Regions from separate parts of the Mus musculus genome. Here region 2 is linked to region 1. The links are chromatin contacts, called in public promoter capture Hi-C maps. All regions are on one chromosome and are shown on one strand. The core of a region is the stretch at or near the end of the contact, and the rest is flanking DNA. Distances in the headings are between cores, read along the strand shown.

The links. Promoter capture Hi-C pulls out the DNA fragments that hold promoters and counts their contacts.
Region 2: a contact with region 1 is called in a promoter capture Hi-C map of hippocampal neurons, with 3 times the contacts expected there. The contact joins two enhancer-like sites. A contact is called at or near these places in 1 of 39 promoter capture datasets (hippocampal neurons), 1 of 484 Hi-C or Micro-C datasets (bone marrow-derived macrophages) and 1 of 115 datasets of contacts at active chromatin or transcription factors (acute myeloid leukemia).

Annotation. Positions count from the first base shown.
Region 1 is chr6:117,216,451-117,222,779 of GRCm38.p6, forward strand. No RefSeq gene overlaps it. Among named protein-coding and RNA genes, the nearest start is that of Cxcl12, 51 kb to the left of the region's middle. Within about 2 kb of position 2,776, at least 30 of the 459 cell types and tissues checked have an H3K27ac peak or open chromatin away from gene starts, as enhancers often do. A contact at or near this core is called in hippocampal neurons, where this site is marked.
Region 2 is chr6:117,575,048-117,581,376 of GRCm38.p6, forward strand. No RefSeq gene overlaps it. Among named protein-coding and RNA genes, the nearest start is that of Gm9946, 19 kb to the left of the region's middle. Within about 2 kb of position 3,049, at least 9 of the 459 cell types and tissues checked have an H3K27ac peak or open chromatin away from gene starts, as enhancers often do. A contact at or near this core is called in hippocampal neurons, where this site is marked.

The DNA of each region.
Region 1 (6,329 bases), core at 1,526-4,025:
AATGCCAATGGCTGTTGGACAGTAGGCTCGGACCAGGGGTAAGAGATGGTCTCAATAGCCAGAGTGCAGGTCCATCTAGGGCTCTGATTCCTCACAACCCTACAGTGCATCTCTCCACTGGAAATGAGCAGAAACACCTCTTAGCAAAATAAAGTCACAAGGTTGACCATCATCCTTAAGCTTTTGAAGAAATCTACAGCAAGAGACTCTGGGGTCTAAGTGTTTGGGGGAATAACAGGCAACTTAGAGGAGGGCAAATAGTCCAAACTTCAATACTTTATATGTTCATTCATTTTTTATCTATGTGTGTGTGCACATGTGTGTTCTACCACATGTGTGTAGAAGTCAACATGGGAGAAGTTGGCTCTCTCCTTCCCCATGTGGGCACTGGGGATTGAACTCAGGTTGTCAGACTTGGTAGCAAGGGCTTTTACTTGCTGAGATTTGTCATCCCAATTCCTAAAATTATGTGGGTCAGATTAGTACAAAGCTGGGTACTGGGCCAGTAAGGGAGTCACTGTGTGCCCACTGCATGTCAGACAGCACTCTATACTTCCATAGTCTCATTTAACCACCAAAGTGAATATGCCTAACTTATCTCTGGACATCATTACAAACTGGCAATAGCCATTTCCTTGTCGATTCTCTTGGTTCTGGAGGTGGGTAGACTCAGTGGTGATGGCTGACCCCATGTGCTCATGGTTGGATGGTGCTAGGGGTTGATATGCTTTGAGTGTGTTTAATGTAGTAGCAACTTGGTCCCCAGTGGCAGTGTGGAGGTTAGGAACCCTTAAAGGGAAGTGCCCAGAACAAGACAATTAGGTGATTATGGTATGGCCTTCTCAAAGGGGTAATGTAGCTCTCAGGTAATGGTTGGTTTTCTTTTCTTTTCTTTTCTTTTCTTTTCTTTTCTTTTCTTTTCTTTTCTTTTCTTTTCTATGTGGTTTAGATATTTTCTTTTTTTCATTTCATTTTTTATTAGATATTTTCTTCATTTACATTTCAAATGCTATCCTGAAAGCCCCCTATACTGCCCCCCTGCCCTGCTCCCCAACTCACCCGCTCCCACTTCCTGGCCCTGGCATTTCCCTGTACTGAGGCATATGATCTTCCCAAGACCAAGGGCCTCTTCTCCCATTGATGGCTGACTAGGCCATCCTCTGTTACATATACAACTAGAGACATAGTTCTGGGGAGTACTGGTTAGTTCATATTGTTGTTCTTCCTATAGGGTTACAGATCCCTTTATTTAGCTCCTTGGGTACTTTCTCTAGCTCCTACATTGGGAGCCCTGTGTTCCATCCAATAAATGACTGTGAGCATCCTTCTGTATTTGCCAGGCACTGGCATAGCCTCACAAGAGACAGCTATATCAGGGTCCTGTCAACAAAATCTTGCTGGCATATGGTTGGTTTTCACAAGGATGAGTTTCTACAAGGCAGCCATGCTCCAGGCTCCCTCTTTCTTGCTGTTTTGTCATGTGTTCCCATCATCCACCATGGCCTGAAGTATCCAGCAAGCCTTTCCTACACTCAAGCAGATTCTGAAGTTGAGCTATCACTATTTATTATTTGAATTATTGGGGATGGAGCCCAGAAATTTGGACATACAGGGCAAATGTTCTACCCATGATCTGTAGTACCAGGCAAGTATTATATTTGCAAAACTCCAAAACTGAGAGATAAACAACCCTCCTTTCTTAGTTAAAGCCCAACCTCAGGTACTTCATTATAGCAACACATAGTGGAGTAAGACAGGTGATGAGGACTGAAGTCACATTGAGCCTCAGTTAGTGTGGATGTGACATCATCTGGGTCCTCCATTGAGACCCTGGCTGAAGTTGCCTATGTGGTATCTTCAGGTAGTGCTTGGCTCACTCATGGAGAGGAGTTGAGTATCAAGTAGAAGTATCATAAAGCAGTCTGCAGAAACTGCATGGCTTACTTGACCTCATCTCAGAATTACAGTGTCATTTCTACTGCATGCTGTTTGTTACAGTGAGTCTTGAAAGCCAGTCACATTCAAAGGGAAGGATCGAAACAACATAACAACAACAACAACAACAACAACAAAACACAGACAGGTCTTAAATTCAATATGAATTTCTGTCCTCACACAGAGGAGGGAACCAAGGCCTGGAGATCCCAAGGCCCCCACATCTTGGCTCACACAGCTTGCCAGTTGAAGAAGGGGGAACTGAAAGCAGTCCCGCTAGTGCCCAAAGCCTGTTACTGAGCCGCTGTGCGACCCTGTCCCCCAAAACCAGAAGAAAGAAACTAGTAAGCCCTTTAAAAGCAAGGCAGGGGATTCTGCTAAGGGAGCTGAGAAAATCTGAGCAGTGAGGTCTGCACTGTGTGGAAGGGTCTGAGGATGGGTGCAGAGCCTGAAGAAAGGTGCAAGAGGAAAGCATTCAAGGCACACACAGGATGTGTGCGGTTGGGAACACACACATGATCCCTGACTGCTGGGTGAGCATAAAGGACAGAGAGCTGGATGAAACCTGGCTATAAAAGTGTGTCAGTGCCAGCCTGATGCCTTTCTTGTCTTTCATCTCTGACTGAGCAGCATCAGTAGCACACACAGCTTCTTAGCCTCCATCTGGACCTCTCAAATTCGAACCAATAGAGTTGGGCTCAGCATGCTGTTTTTGCAAGCCTGCCAGGTGATTCTGATTCTGACATGGATTTGAGACACTCCGTTCTTGGTACTGGTGCAGGCGACTACCTAGGCAGATCTGCCTACTGTGGTGTGCTGAGCCTATTGCAAAGAGAGAGCAGACTGTGCGTGTGTGTGTGTGTGTGTGTGTGTGTGTGTGTGTGCATGTATGACTAAGGCTCATCTAGAGCAGGAGGGGGGGGCAGTGGTAGGCTTGGAGAGTGTTTGGTGAGGCACTGGATATTGAGGTTTGGCCCTCCAGTGAGAAAGAGTGAGAGCCACCCTCACTGCCCCCTAAAAACTCACAACACAACATTTCTCTGAATCTCTGAGCCATATTGCTCAAGAGTCAGAGCATAAACAGCTCTCTGGGTCGGGTTACAGGGCTGGTTTCCTGCCATAGTATCAACCTACCTACTCTGCATTTTGCCTTTGGCAAAGCATGGCTGGGTCACGCAGTTTCTCTGTTTCTGAACTGCACCACTGACTTTCATAAGCCACATATGCAGACTGTTTTAAAAACTAAGATAAATGACAGAACCTGGAAATTGAAAACATTCTTGGCATAACGCACTTGCTACTTTTAAAAAATCTCTTGTTGTTATCCATCATGTATTCATTCAAAAGTTGTTGTGCACAAAGTAGGTACAAGACCCTTAGAACACAATCAAGGTCTTTGTTGTGCACCTAGTAGGCACAAGGATCCAAGAATGGAGTCATGGCCTGCTCTCTGGCCTTTTCCTTCTTTGTCCTTCTGTGAGATAGAGAAAAACACAGCTTGGAGTTTAGAATTGGGATTCAGGCATTAAGTTTATGATATTGTAAAATCCCATTTTTAGGCACTCTGGGTCACTTAAGAAATGGATTGAAGATCTGCCTTGCATGTCTCAAACTGTGTGAATCACAAAGAGTCAGAGTAAGGGCGCGGCTGGAGAGCAGTGGGGGCTGTGCACGCGCAGCATCCTCCCTTCTTCCTTCCCTGTCACCTTCTGTCACCCCTGTAGGGTCCTTGGCTCTAAGCAGAACACTCCCTTGCCCAGCTCCATGCCCCCATGTGGAGCCCTACAGATGCCATTCTCTTTCCGGCCACTCCTAGCTGGCTGCTGTTCCAATTCAGCAAAGAACATTAAAAAAACCAGTTCAAGGGTCCACTGCACATAAGCAGATCTTTCTGTTTCTTTGCATTCTTTACTGGGAATTCTCACCAATGTGGTTGATAGAGTCGGCTTATTGATATCTAAGGAATGTGTCCCTCTGTTACATAGGAGGCCCCCGAGAGTTCTGGAGTATAGAGGAAGTCTCCAACAGAGGGGAGAGACAGGACAGAGCACATAGCTGCCAGGGTGCCTGGGTGCCTGAATAGGGGATGGGAGCAGGAAATGCAGAGGCCCAGGTCCCTGAGCTCAGTCTTATAGGACTTTAGGCCTTATGAATTACCCAGAGTAAATTGTTCAAGAGTTTTATACATAAAATCTCCCAAATGCTTTCTTTAAAAAGCACAGATTTATAAACCAAATTGACCATCAGGACAGATCTCCATTCACTGGTGAGGGGGTAGCCCTCAGCCATCAGGTGCTTTCTGAGGCCCAGGCAGGCCCTTTGCAGTAGAGACTTCCAACCATTCACAAGCATGCATGACAGAGCCCGGGCCTCACGTGTACAGGGTTAACCTTGTCCCTGATGGTTGCTGCCCTTTAACTTCAGCTGGCAACAGGCACCCTCGCAAAGGGCCCTGAAGTGAGGGGAGAGGGGCTGTCCTCCGGACTTCCGGATATAAGATCCTGTGACACCTGCAAAGGTCAGGCCGTGAATGTTTTGGGTAAGGTCTCTAGTTTTTCTTTCTCAGCGTTCCCTGAAGCTAACGCTCACCCACCTGTTTGAACAATGTTTTCTTTTCCTAGCCAAGAATGAAGGCCCGGGAACTTTCCCACCAGCAAAGGTCCTTTGAGCAAATGTCTTTTAAGAATGTTCAGCTCCCAGACTGGGCTCAGTGAGGCTCCAGCTGACCTTTGCCCTGCTTTGCACCTGGAGCCTAAGCTTTGTGACCTGAGCTGGGTGACCTGTGGGCTACAGTTTCACCGAGTGGACGTGCACATACAAACAGCTGTCCCAAGTCTCCACCAGCAATAGAGGCCAGGAGGTCCTCGGGGCATGTAGTGCGTAGGACTGAAAAGTCAGACTTCTCGGTCAGAAGGGAGGGGGGAGAGTGAGGAGGAGGCAGAAGAGAATGGGGAGGGAGAGGAAGAGGAGGAGGCAGAAGGGGAAGAGGAAGAATAAGAGAAAAAGGAGGAGGAGGAAGGCTGATGAAGAGTACACTGCTGTCATGGAGACTATCAAGACTCCTGTCATGGCCATAGGCTCTCTGACCCCTGGGTTGGAGGACCAGTTCTTTTAGGATGAGTGAGCCAAGAAAAAAAACACGGTCTGACTCCATCTTACTTTAGCGGAGTCTGAGATGACATGCCAGGAGCTAGCCTTGACACTTGCTGTAAATGCTGCTGCTGCTGCTGCTGATGATGATGATGATGATAAAGATGACAATGACAATGACGATTGTAGTGGCTATTCCTGGTTGTCAACTTGACTATATTTGGAATGAACTACAATCCAGAATTGGAAGGCTCACCAGTGACCCTTATCTGGAGGCTTGGAGATAGAAGTTTCTGATCTGGATCTTGGTATGGAGATCTGGAAGCATAGTGGCTATGGATTCCAGAAGATTAAATCTCCGAGTTCAAGGTCATCCGGGATTAAAGGTATGGTGGAACACACCTTTAATCTGAGCTACACCTTTCATCTGGGATTAAAGTTGTGATGGAACACACCTTTAATCTGGGCTACACCTTCTGCTGGAGACAATATAAGGACATTGGAAGAAGGGAGGTTTGCTCTTGCTCCTTCGCCTGCTTGCTGTGTGAGACTGAGTAACTGCTAGATCCTTGGACTTCCATTCACAGCTACTACTGAACCATTGTTGGGAATTGGGCTGCAGACTATAAGTCATCAATAAATTCCTTTGCTATATAGAGACTATCCATAAGTTCTGTGACTCTAGAGAACCCTGATAATACAGACGATGATGATGATGGTGATGGTGATGGTGATGGTGGTGGTGGTGGTGATGATGATCTGCCTTTCACGGCTGGTCCTCTCTCAGTTAAGATCCTGTGCAGCCAGCATGGGGGAACACTGGTGAGCAGGCAGCTTCTCTGGCTCTACCGAGCACAGTAATTGGCTAAAGTTCAAAGTTGTGTTTCTTAAGACCCATTTAAGATTTTAGTATTCCCTGTTGTTATATTTTAATTTTTAATGATTGGTCTTTAATTGTGTTTACGTGGGTGCCTGTGTGTGGGCGTGTGCACATGCATGCAGTAACCTCGGAAGACAGAAAAGAGCATCGGATCCCTGAAGGTGGAGTTACAGACAGTTGGGAGCTTCCTGACATAGGCTCTGGGGACCAAACTCTGGCCACCTGTAAGAGCAGCATGTGTTCCCCCTCCTCCTCCTTTTTTCTATTAAATCATTATCTTATTTCTTTTAAATGGTGTTTTAAAAATAATCATTTTATTTTATTATTTTATGTGTCTCCTTGCAATAGACAGAGATCTTTACAGAAAGGCACAACCAATCAAAACACGTAAAATAAGTGACCACGTGGTGCCCAGCTCCAACTG
Region 2 (6,329 bases), core at 1,799-4,298, 360 kb after region 1:
AATGAATGAATGAATGAATGAATGAATTGCTACTGAGTTATGCATATTCTTTGTACTGCCAAACCCAGGCCTAAAATGTGGCACTTTCAGCACAGAAGGTTCAGAGCACAGTAACTGGCTGCTGTGATTTGTGACACTCTCTGAAGCAGCGCCAGCTGTCCCCGGACACTCTTCAGTGTCTCACAATGAGGGATGCTGCACAGCACTGTCCTCCCAGGAGAGCAGCCATCTTCCTAAGACCAGCTGTGTCTGCGAGGGAACAGTCCTCACAGCTGGCCCCTTGGCTGCTGACATCCTCCCCTGGGAGTGAGTATGGAGGGTCACTGGAATCCCGCCTGAGTGCCCAGCCACTCCACTAAGCCATGTGTATGCAACCCTGCCCTATCTGCACGGGGCTTAGGGAAGGGCTAGAGTGTATAGACTCAGGAAGACTAGGAGATGGGCACGCCATGTACATGGCTCGAAGGAAGCCATCATCTCTGGCTGAAGACTTCCCAGTGCGTCTGTTTTGGAGTCACCCAAGTTCCCATCAGTAATCCGTTACCAGTGTGTGTGAGGATGCATTAAAAAAAAAAAAACCTTACCGGTTCCCCAGGATAGAAAGTGGTGGAATTGTGTTGGTTTTGTCATCGGAACCTCGAAAGGGAGAGAATTCTCTCAATGGTGTTGCTCTTGCAAGAAGGTCAAGTTGCCTCAGGACCCTCAGCACCCAGTCAGGAATCCTCTCTCCTAACGCAGAGGTCACCATTATCCTTGAGGGTTTGTGTGTCAAGAGCCCCGGTGCACACCTGGAGCCCAGGAATCCATGGCTATAGTTTCTGCTTATGCCTGCAACAAAGCTTACTTATAAATTAGGCACAGGAAGATTTTGACCTCAAAAGCCAATGACAAAATACAACACATAACAATATATTGTAACAAAAATGATGTGCACATGGTCTCTCCTCTCTCTCTGTCTCTTTCTCAAAATATCTATTGCACTGAAGAGCTCAGCAATGCCTCTTGACTTACTAAGAGGTGAAGTTGAACCTTTAGAGATGGCCCCAGACAGTACTAGCCCGAGGAAAACTCAGTAGCATAAGCCACGGCTTCGAAGTACATATGGCTTTCTCACCATGTAAAAGCTGGAAATCGTGCGTCACGCCGTCCTAAACCAGGGATTTTCTGTACTTGCAACAGGAGAAGCAAAGCTTAGCACTGACATAGAAACCATCCCCACAGTGGACCAACTGTGACCACGCATGCCATGTGCAACCCTGGCCATGTATGTTGTATGCAACCCTGATCCTACATGCTGTATGCAACCCTGATCATGTGTGCTGTGCCTTGGCTACACGTATGGACTCTGATTTCCCATCACTTGGACCAAATAACAAACTGTAAAATTAAGGAAAGTAGAGAACTCCCACTTCTGATTCTTTCCCTCTTGCCAAGTCCCTGAGCCTTATATGCTATACTATAATAAGTTAACAATGGCTGGGACACTAAGGAAGAAGAAAAAGGTCTATTTATTCCATGTTCTCCATTCAAGGAGACTGAACAGTGGGAGGGAAGGCAGACTTAGTACACACACTGGAGTTTGACGGGAATTACTGAAACAAAACACAGGAGCTTCCATTTCCATTAAAGACAGACATAAACACCCCATCAAAGTCCATAATGTCTGCTAACTTCAGGTGCATGTGGCATAGACACCTTTGAAAGGCCATGAGATAGTATTTCTAACAATTACTTGTGCAATTATCCCTGAGGCAAGAGGAATGTGACCTCTGGGATGTGACCTCTGACCAGAACTCAAGAGGAGCATGAGATATGATGTGGGCCCAGGACATGGAGCAGGGACCAGAGCCTGTGGCTCTAGGCTCTCTGTAGAAAGAGAAGCAAGCCAACCGAAATGCCCTTGGACAGTATCATCTTTTATTATGAAGTCTATTTTATGTTAGCTGTAACAGCTAAGGAAGTCCAGAGAAGGGCTCATTTTCATTAGTGTGACTGGAAACACAATTTCAGAGCTTGTTTTACTTAACATGTCAAATCATTTTGTGACTCGGAAATTTTTCTCCATCCATGCGAGTTTTTAAAGGATGTCTTTTTGTCTTTCCTTCCCAATGTGATAGACGACATCTCAGAATGTGGGCATTTAACAAGTTCACTTCAAAGAACCAAGGTGAGATGATAATTTCCAAGAAGACAGGCTGGTCAATACAAGAACATGAGGCACTCGGAATGGCTACTGTGCCAAAAGCTTAAAAGGTGGCAATGTCCCGACTGGGACTGTGTCTCCACTCGTGTCACACATGCCCTGTGCTCCAGATGATGTGCAGAAGTCAACAAAACAAGTTCCAGAACCACTACAACCTAGTGCCACTGCCAAGAGAAGTGCCAGGAAAACGCTCAAGAAGCGCTTTGAAAAACCCTCTGATCTCTTGTAAGTGAGATTCTGTGCAAACACACCCATATTCCTTTTGGTCATCTATTCTAGACACGAGAGGGCCCAGGCTTCCTTTTAATCTGTGGGTCCCTGGACCCTGACTCTGGAATATCTGGTACCAGATGTGATGCCATTTACACAGAGTTTCAAAAAGTGTCTCTTTTTAACATAAATCCAGAATCTGAAAATTCTCTTTCCGAATAACTGGGCTTTCTTCTCCTCCTACCAGCAACCATCCTAAGCCGAGAGGGTTCTGTGCTGAGAACTGGGATGACATAGCATTCGCTCACACAGTTTAATTAACCGCCACCAGCTTCTCTAATTATCCCTGTTTTGTAACAGCTTTTAAATGACAGTAAATTTTGACCAAAATATACTTCCCTTATCTCTAAAGGCCACTTTCTCTTAAAAACAAAACAAACCACTAACTGACTTTAAAAGCACAAAGACATTTCTGTGTCAGGCTTTTTGGATAATTTAATAAAATTCAGCACATGGGAAGAGCTGGCCACCACACGTGACAAGCAGATTAGTATGCGATTCCCACAGTACTGACACGTGCTGCACAGGAGTCTGTCAGCTGCTGTGTGGCTTTGCCATTTGCACAAGGCAAGCTTCAGGAAAGCAAACATTTTAACTCTTCTGGGCCCTCCCCATGGTTATCAGTGGCTAAATGTAGCTGTGATGGATGTACAGATTCATGCCACATCACAAATGGGCAAGGGGCTCTAAAACCATAAAGTCTAAACTCTGTCCTAGACTGGAGCCTTCCTACTACTCTCTGCCTGGGCATTCCTGCACTGGGGCACTGGGGCACTGGGGAGCTGACTCTGTTCCGAGCAACCCATGAGCAACACCATCTGGGCAGACATTACAGTGACTGCAGGTGCTGCTCATATCCAGGCCCACTCCTGTAGGTTTCAGATCTACAGCCTTCGAGTGGAATTGCACATCACAAATTCTGAATGTGACTCAGTGGAAATGTGGAAACATGAGGCACACATCCCATGTGGCTCTGCCACGAGCTCCCATTTGATCTGAGTCTAATCAGGCTGTACACAGGTCTAGCTAAGTGAATGAATACATCTTTATCTGCCCATCCTCAGGTCAAAACGGTGATTTCACCTCTTCAGTTGACTCCTATGCTCTCCCTGTCCCCAACCTTGCCCTGTGTCCTCCTACAATAGTCATTCTTCCTAAACAAAAGAACAGATCTACAACCACCTGTTTGACACTATGCATGGAGCAAATAAACTCGGACTTTCTAAAGTGACACAGAGTCCTCTCACACAGACTCACCTACTCACTCTTACTTTGCATCTGACGGGTCTGATGTAAAGGGACCCCTGCCCTCTTTAGAATCATCAGATAGTCGTGTCTGGTTTCTGCTCAGAAACGCTTGTCCTGTTCAGTATTCTTTGCTTAGATGGCCTCATGGAGAACTCTTTCATGCCAGTCAGTACTCATCTAACTTGTTAGCACAGAGGCGTGGACAGCCTGGAAGCCTCAGGTCTGTTTTCTGTTTCATCTTCTTTACATTCTGTGTTGCACATAATACAGAACTCTCTGATATCATCATATCTTCTCTTTATTATCGTTACATACTCCTTCTGAGTCTGAACCATGTCTCGCCAAAGCAGGCACAATATTCATCTTCTGAGTCTTGGTGCTCTGCATCACTGGCTTCGCCCCTCAGATTATCTTGTCTCCAGGTAAAATGTAGCTAGCCCTCCATGGGGCTTCAAGAATCCACTCTCTTCTGGGCTTCTCTTCTCAAAGAGCAGATTTGAACTCCACTCTATACCTGCCATGGACCTCAGTGATTTGTCTCCAAAGCAAGCCTTGAACCTGGGAAAGAAGCCAGAATTAGCAAAAGAAGCCCAGGACACCAAAAGTGCCTTCAATAGACTGTCTTTGTGCTTTGTGCTTTACTCTAGCCAATCCCAAAGGAAGGGATGGGGGAAGATCCTAGACTGCAAGTCCTTTTTACCCCAGCCACCCCATTCAGATCCTCCCTTCCAGGCTCTTTCATATGATGTCTGAGCCTCAGTGTATGGCCTGATAGACAAATACAAAACTCAAACTAAAAAGGGGGGTGGGGAATCCTTGTCACCTACAATGAATTCCAAAAACTAAACAGCAAAACCATCAAGTTAACTTCTCAAAAAATGAAATACAAATGATCAATAAATACTTTTAAAACTGTTCAACATCTTTAGCCATCAGAAACATTCAAATTGAAACTGCTTTGGAATTTCATCTCACCCCAGTCAGAAACACTATCATCAAAATAAACATATGGTGGGGAGGGGTGGTACTTATATACTACTGATACAAAGGTAAATTGGAGACACCAGTTTGGAAATCAGTATGGAGGTTTCTTAAGAAACTAAAACTGGAACTACTACATGTTCCCACTACACCACTTTTCTAAGTATATACAGAAAGGATTCTTAACTCAGCATACCACAGCGATGTTTGCACAACCATGTTTAATTGCTGTACTACTCACATTAGCAATATATAGAACCAGCAGGTTCCAGTTAAAGCAATGGATAGAGAAAATGTGGTACGTGTAAGCAATGAATGTTTTTCAGTCATAAAGCAGAATAAAAGCACAGCATACTTGGGGAAATGAACAGAACAGAACTTGTTAAGCAAGATAAGCCAGACACAGAAGGACAAATGCCATATTTTCTTTCATATAAAAAATCTAAATTTAAACTTACATAGGCACACAGAGAGAGATACACACACAGAGAGACATGCACACAGAGACACTTAGAGAGGAGAAGGAAATAGAGAATTGTGGGGGAAAACAGAAGGCAATGGAATATGTATGTCATGAAGGCAGAAGTAAGGACAACTTGGGGGCATGAATAAGATCACCAAGATGATGCAGACATTAAAGAAGGCTGGGGAACGGATAGGAACCCAGAGTAACTGCAACACACATGCACACAGGCACAAATTCCATACTGAAATCCATTACTTTGTATGCTAAGTTTAAAAACCTAGAGACTGGAAAAGACAAAAGTACATGCTCAAATGCAAGTACCCACGTCTGGTGTCAGGAAGCCCAATGTAATGGGTCCACTCTAGTATTCTCTTCAGGACAAAGATGGAGGACGCCTAGGGTGCAGAGTACATTCCAGTGGTCTATCTTTCATTGTTGTGAAAAAATATCAGGAAAAAAATCATCTTAAGGTCTGAAAGGTTTATTTGGGTTTCTGGTCTCAGCCTCAGCAGCCCATGAGTCCATTGTTATTAGTCCTATGGTGACATAGAACATCGTGGCAGACACACACGGAAGAAAGCTACTCACCGGAGGCATCCAGGGAGCAGAGAACAAAAACAAAGAAGTATCTGGGGATAAAGACAAAACCTTTCAAAGGTCCCATCTCCAGTGACCTACTTCCTCAACTTGGCTGCACTTCCTAAGAGCCAGTTCCACTATGAGCTCATCACCAGATTTGCCCATTGATGCAGATAGCATCCTCCTTGAATCCAGTCACCTCTCAGGGGTACCACTGCCTGGAGAGCAGGCCTTTAACAGCTAAGTCTCAACGCTGCTACCAAAGCCACCTGGCCTTGGAAGATTTCTGCAAGCCTCTGGCCTGCAACCACTACTTGCTTCTCATCTTTCAAGTCAGGAGGTGAGCTAATTTCTTGGCTGAATCAACTCAACAGAGAGCCAAAATGGTTTGATAGCCATCTAATTTGAAACCAATGTAATAGGCCAATCCAGAAAATTTGGTCCACAATGGAATTCATGACTTGAAATTTGTTTCCACTGTCTCAGAAACCAGGTGTGCAGAACACTTCATGCTGGTGGAGTCGTCTGTATAATAATAGAGTGGGCCCCTTAAAAACTTTAGAATCAGCTGTGCATGACAGA